Regions from separate parts of the Mus musculus genome. Here region 2 is linked to region 1. Evidence: chromatin contacts called from public Hi-C data. All regions are on one chromosome and are shown on one strand. The core of a region is the stretch at or near the end of the contact, and the rest is flanking DNA. Distances in the headings are between cores, read along the strand shown.

The links. A called contact is a pair of places that touch in the nucleus more often than the background predicts.
Region 2: a contact with region 1 is called in a Hi-C map of embryonic fibroblasts, with 4 times the contacts expected there. The contact joins two enhancer-like sites. A contact is called at or near these places in 1 of 15 datasets of contacts at CTCF or cohesin (the NIH/3T3 cell line), 20 of 484 Hi-C or Micro-C datasets (the STO cell line, cardiomyocytes, cerebellum and 11 more) and 1 of 9 other capture datasets (embryonic tail).

What each region holds. Positions count from the first base shown.
Region 1 is chr9:87,433,661-87,436,955 of GRCm38.p6, reverse strand. No RefSeq gene overlaps it. Among named protein-coding and RNA genes, the nearest start is that of Cep162, 180 kb to the right of the region's middle. Within about 2 kb of position 1,910, at least 2 of the 459 cell types and tissues checked have an H3K27ac peak or open chromatin away from gene starts, as enhancers often do. A contact at or near this core is called in embryonic fibroblasts, where this site is marked.
Region 2 is chr9:88,064,137-88,067,577 of GRCm38.p6, reverse strand. No RefSeq gene overlaps it. Among named protein-coding and RNA genes, the nearest start is that of Gm23176, 44 kb to the right of the region's middle. Within about 2 kb of position 1,502, at least 20 of the 459 cell types and tissues checked have an H3K27ac peak or open chromatin away from gene starts, as enhancers often do. A contact at or near this core is called in embryonic fibroblasts, where this site is marked.

The DNA of each region.
Region 1 (3,295 bases), core at 661-3,160:
TGGTACCTTCTCTAAAATTGACCACATAATTGATCAGAAAACAAACCTCAACATATACAAAAATATTGAAATTGTCCCATGCATCCTATCAGACCACCATGGTCTAAGGCTGATCTTCAATAACAAAATAAATAATAGAAAGCCAACATTCAAGTGGAAACTGAACAACACTCTTCTCAATGATACCTTGGTCAAGGAAGGAATAAAGAAAGAAATTAAAGACTTTTTGGAGTTTAATGAAAATGAAGCCACAACATACCCAAACTTATGGGACACAATGAAAGCATTCCTAAGAGGGAAACTCATAGCTCTGAGTGCCTCCAAAAAGAAACTAGAGAGAGCACACATTAGCAGCTTGACAACACACCTAAAATGTCTAGAAGAAAAGGAAGCAAATTCACCTAAGAGGAGTAGAAGGCAGGAAATAATCAAACTCAGGGGTGAAATCAACCAAGTGGAAACAAGAAGAACTGTTCAAAGAATCAACCAATCAAGGAGCTGGTTATTTGAGAAAATCAACAAGATAGATAAACCCTTAGCCAGACTCACTAGAGGGCACAGGGAAAGCATCCTAATTAACAAAATCAGAGATGAAAAGGGAGGCATAACAATAGATCCTGAGGAAATCCAAAACACCATCAGATCCTTCTACAAAAGGCTGTACTCAACAAAACTGGAAAACCTGGACGAAATGGACAAATTTCTGGACAGATACCAGGTACCAAAGTTGAATCAGGATCAAGTTGACCATCTAAACAGTCCCATATCCCCTAAGGAAATAGAAGCGGTTATTAATAGTCTCCCAGCCAAAAAAAAGCCCAGGACCAGACGGGTTTAGTGCAGAGTTCTATCAGACCTTCAAAGAAGATCTAATTCCAGTTCTTCACAAACTATTCCACAAGATAGAAGTAGAAGGTACTCTACCCAACTCATTTTATAAAGCCACTATTACTCTGATACCTAAACCACAAAAAGACCCAACAAAGATAGAGAACTTCAGACCAATTTCCCTTATGAATATCGATGCAAAAATCCTCAATAAAGTTCTTGCTAACCGAATCCAAGAACACATCAAAACAATCATCCATCCTGACCAAGTAGGTTTCATCCCAGGGATGCAGGGATGGTTCAATATACGGAAATCCATCAATGTAATCCAGTATATAAACAAACTCATAGATGCTAACTTCTAAACAGAATCCTTTCAAATATCAAGGCTTTGACTGAGAAACAGTCTTCCATGAGATTTCCCCAAGACCCTCAGGAAGAAAGGTCATTTCAAAGAAAAGCCAGCATGTTAGTTTCTATGGTGATTCTACCTCTAGGTCAGCAATCCCCTTGGGAAGTAGTGTGGTTTCTGTAGAACCTCTAAAGTCATAGGAAAGGAGGGTTTCTGGGATCTCATCTTCCACTGGAAGTGGCTAGGTGATCAGATATCTGACTGCCCACATACTTCTGGGAAGTTTCTTCCAGGCAGGGATGTACTGGATGTAACTGTCCACAAGCTTCAGCTTGGATTCAAGTGTAGCTTTAGGGACACAAATAAGCAAAGCTAGTCCCGTGGCTTTTTCACCAGGCCAATGGAGTATCCTAGACTCCAGCCAGTGGCTCAGTTCACCAGGGTGCTGTTCTGCCCTTGCTGGGGTCATTTATATATCATTGTTAAGTGACCATTTGAACATTGATTGAAAATCTGCCCATGCCAGGCATTACACCACATTCTGAAAAATAAGAGGCAGACCACAGGGAACAGGGCTAAGAGCAAAGGAAATAGAGAAGGAACTTAAAAACATACAGGAGGGGAAGTAGGGAGAAGTACATTTCTTCTAATAAAACACAACAAGGCTGACTAGACCGAGGACTGGTAATTCATCTTCCTATTAGCATTGCTAAGCCCCTGGGCCAGCCTCTGTGTGACTACCTTGTGAGCAATGAGGCATGAATGCAGGGTATGCACTGTTGGGTGGGTCTCTATCACACTTTCATTTGGGAAGCAGCAATCTCAGTCTGGACAAAGCACACTTGCTCCAAGGTAAATGGGTTTCCTTATCCAAAAGTGAGGAGAGGGCCATGCTGGGAACTGTAAATTTAGGACATGATACCCAAATAAGTGAGGATAGAGGCCTGCTTTGGAACTAATTTACTCTCTGGTTCTCAAGTACTAGAGACTGAGGGAACCAAGAAAATGGCAACTGAACCTCAAGCAATGGCAAAATTGATAAAGCAGATGTTCAAAAGATATTAGTGTGTGGCAGAAGACCATAGCAGCTATCCCATTGGAATCCCATAGGAAACTAGTTTAGCAAGTTGACCCTCTCAGATTCTTGGTCCAACATCCCTACTTTGCTATAGCCCTGAACTTCTGCTATGGTCCTTATCCAATCCTAACTTCCACCTCCCACACTAGAAGTCTTATCTTAATTATGACTTCAAAATGTCTACGAAGTGCCTACTGTTGGCCTGGGGAGATGCTGGAGAAAGTGAGGATGCTACTCTGACATGGTAAACAAGGAACTGACTTCTCTGTTCACTGAGTGCCAGTCTAGCCATCTGGGAAGCCCTTCCTCAACAGTTCTTTAGATGAGAAATGGGCAGGAGATAACTGGACTGCGTCTTCTTGGCTAGGGGATGAGCGTTCATGTGACGGCATCAGCTTTCTCCAGACACATTTTTAAGAACAGAATGCTGGAGATTTGAGTTCTGAGTAGGGATATCCAACCCTCTGAGATTATGGTACAACACAATCATCTATAAATGAGTCAGGAAGAACTTATATCCTTCCTGGGACAGATGTGGCCCATAAGCCATAGGCTGAGCATACCTAGTAGAAGTTCCTAAATAAGTATATATACTCTACATATGAGAAAAATGAGGTTGAGCAATATAGAAGGTATATTACAAATGAACAGATAGAAGGGTAGAGCCTACTATGCTTCTACTATTGGAATTTGTGGAACTGTGGGCCCTGCCTCTCCCCTAGGTATGAACCCCTCCTCTGCAGGGAATGCTAAAGCAGAGAAAGTCCTTTACCCACTCGTGTGATGCTTAGGGCTGTGTCAGAGATCCTTCTAAACCTAAACCAGAGAAGCCTATTCAAGCAAGAGTCCATCGGTAGCTGAGCACCACTGTCCTTCCCTTCTTCCTCCTTCCTTTCTGCCCATCCTCCTTCTCTTCCTCCTGTCTTCCTCTTCTACATTTGTCTATTGTTTTCTCTCTCACACTTTGCTTTCACTCATTGCAGTCCAGTTGGAGGCTGATCTTGCACCCATCATTACACCAGCATCTTTGTGGCAGC
Region 2 (3,441 bases), core at 253-2,752, 630 kb before region 1:
CAGTACCATATCCTGTCACTACTGTTCAGTCACTTAAAATTGGTTTGAAAGACGAAGAGTCCTAAGTCTTAAACAGGCCCTGAAGCGCTGTAAGGAAGTCAAGCACAGCGTTTAAGCAGCATTTCCTGCACTGCGGGCAGGATCTGAAAAATTATAAGATCTCAGTCACAGCTATACTTCTCTTGAGGATCACAACTGGAGTTTTGTAGTCACGTGCATGACCACGTATTTATAAAGTCACCGCTGAGATTTTGAAAGAAGATCTCAGCTTTTAAAACCTCTTCTAATAACACGAGCAGGGGGCAGTCGAAGTAATTCGATATTTGACATCATTTACTTTTTTTCCCTTTCCTCTTGCCATTCAAGTGCTGAGTCACTGTTCCTCTCTAAAATTGAAGATACAAAAATAAACACCCTTATTGGCATAGCAAGCTCAGTTTAATGTTATAAGAAAATGAAAGGCTACTGTCTATAGTTGAAGATTGCCCAGTTTATTTTGTAAAAATTGGTGCTTGAGAGATAAATCACTATTCTCAAAGTAAATATAGCTTATTGTTTTTCTTAATCAATACTATTTTAAAATATAGTAACATTTGTTTAGGCAATATTTGCTTAAGGACATTTTCTTTTCTCTTCTCTCTTTCTTTCTTTTTTCTTTCTTTTCTTTCTTTCTTTCTTTCTTTCTTTCTTTCTTTCTTTCTTTCTTTCTTTCTTTCTTTCTTTCTTTCTTTCTGACACAGTTTCTCCCTGACTGTTCTGGAACTTGCTCTATAGACAAGTTTGGCCCTGAACTCACAGAGCTCTGCTTGCCTCCACCTCCTGAGTGCTGGCATTAAAGGTATATACCATCACTGCCTGGCATCATTTTTTCTTTATAAAATCACTTCCAAGTGGAATTTTTTTTGGTTGCATTAATCTTTTAAAAACTATTTATTGTTAGTGTGTGTGTGTGTGTGTGTGTGTGTGTGTGTGTACTCCTGTGTGTGTGTGTTCCTGTGTGTGCACCCACATGTGAAAGGTCAGAGGACAGCTCATAGTGGCTGACTCTTTCTTTCCCCTATAGGTTCTGGTTCTGTTATTAAATTCAAGTCATCAGGCTAGCAATAAAAGTTCCTTTACTTCCTGAGAAGGTCACTGGTACCATTACATTCATCTTGAAAATATAAGGTTAGGTCATGGGTTGGTACTACAGTTGGAAGGTGGTCATTCATTTGTTCTTTCTTTCACCCACTCATCCCATAAAGATTAGATAGACTACTTAACAATAGGCACCTCTAGGTCCCAAAGACTTAGCAACACAAACTTACCCTGAACAGAGGACTACTTGCGGAAAGAGGGAGGAAGTGTGACTCAGTCAGTTATTTTATGTCTTTATACCGTGAGAGGGGACCTAGAAGAAAATAATCTACAAGTAACTCAGATTTGGATATGGATAAGATGGTATGCTCGAATGTTTGGCTTTTTACCCCGCTGATGTGTCTCTGAGTTTCCCTCGTGTGTCTCTGCCGACCATTCCTTCTCCAGTTCTCACAGCACATGAATCATGTCCAACATGCCCACAGCCCACACTCTCCTGTCACTGTTGCTGAAATCCAACCGTTGTCACAACACAGCTTTTCCATCTCTAGCTCTGCTTTGGTCTGAAGAAAACACAATTCCCACAGAGAGGTGGATCTACTCTCTATGACCTCCCTTGCAAGGTCTGTGTTGTGTTTCACGTCTAAAGAGGACTTTGGGAACAAGTAGACAGTGGAGGAACAGCTCAATGTCCCTTCAGAAGCTCCTTACCTCGGCCTTCAGGACCAGGAAGACTGTGGGCCCCTCCCTTTTGCCCCACACCAGCAGTCCTTGCCAGGAAGCCAACTCACCTCCCAGCACCCTAGTCAGTGACTGTTGGCAGCTACAGGGCGAGGTGTCACTGACTGATGCATAATTATGGTGGACAGAAAAATGTAGACGTGTTAGCAAAGTCAATATTAAGGAGGCCTCTGTCTTCCCAAATACTGTAAGTGAAAGATATTTCTAGGGCATAGCCAATTACATTCTCTGCTTTTATGACCAGTCACAAATGTATTTTTTATTAGCTGGTGTGTTCAATGTTTTGAATGCACAGCCCTTATTTCAATCTCGTTTTAGTTTGTGGTAAGTGTGGAAGGGTTTTTTTGCTGACTTGAAATAGTGAAGCTGCTCTCCTTGAGCTGAGCGGAGGCCTGGAGCCCTGAGTGTTTTATTCCACAGCCTTCTGTGATTCTTGCCTGTAAATTAGTCTCTGAAGTGGTGTTTATTGCTGAACCAAGAGGTTAAGACAGCCTAATTATATGTTTGTGCAGGAGAAAACACCATGCCCCACCGTGAGCAATTATCCTGTCCCCCTTTCACAGTTTAATTTGGCTCCAGCTAAGAAGAATGAGGAGATGGCCTGTCTTCACCACAAACTTAGCTACCATGCATTTTCAGTGTTAATTAGAAATTCCGTTCACTGGGAAAGTAACTTTATAGAGTCACCCAGCTTCCAGTCAAGTGGAGGGCATCTGGTGAGGCGACTTCAAGTGTCTTTGTGGATCAGCTCTCTAATTCCACTCATGGGGCAACATGTGGGTGGGACCCTCACACATCACTCCTAGCTTCCTTTAGCGATGCCATTTTCTTGTTCTTTTTATTTTTACACACTCAGAGCAATGAAAGCAAACACAGCAGAGACTGGTAGGAATCTGGGGTGTTGTGCACAGTATTTGTTTTAAAGGAAAATCCTGATTTTTCCCCCCAAGGGACTTTTTCTTATGTAAGTAGGATGCAGCCAATAAAAACCAGAACGAGAGCAACAGGTCAATGTCTTTAAAGTTGGTCATAAAATGTATCACAACAAAGAATCCTTAGGGTAGAGATTGCATGCAGGAGTATATGTCTTTGTTCTTGGACGCTTCTCTGTCACAAGGGCAGCATATTTCTGTTTCTCTTCAAAAGACATGGGCTCATATTTTCATGCACAGGCATATGCTAAGGCCTCACAAAGCACAGGTTCAATTTCCTCTTAGGAAAATAAAAGATGCCCTTCATGTCTTCTAGCACTCAGCCAGCAATGCGCATTGTCATTGAAATGAGCTGAGGGATGAACTGGCCCTCTAGGAAACAGTATTTCAATAGTGGTCCAGAGCACCCTGCTGGGATGGGCTCCCTCCAGGGAAACAGGCTTCTTATTATTAGCAAATTTCCAGGCTATCACTCAGTTCTCTCATCTTTATCCCATTTCTGGAAGTTCTGTTTTAAGGATGTCTTTCTCTTGCCCTCTACCCCACTTTCAGCTCTCTACTTTCTTAACCTCTTAGATTTTTTTTTAAAGTAAACCTTGTTTCTCATTGGCTAGCTCTGCTCTGTTAACCACCCCTCCCAACCCCGGTGGGTCTTTCAGGCAGTGTACTTGAGGTGCAGACAACCATAGCT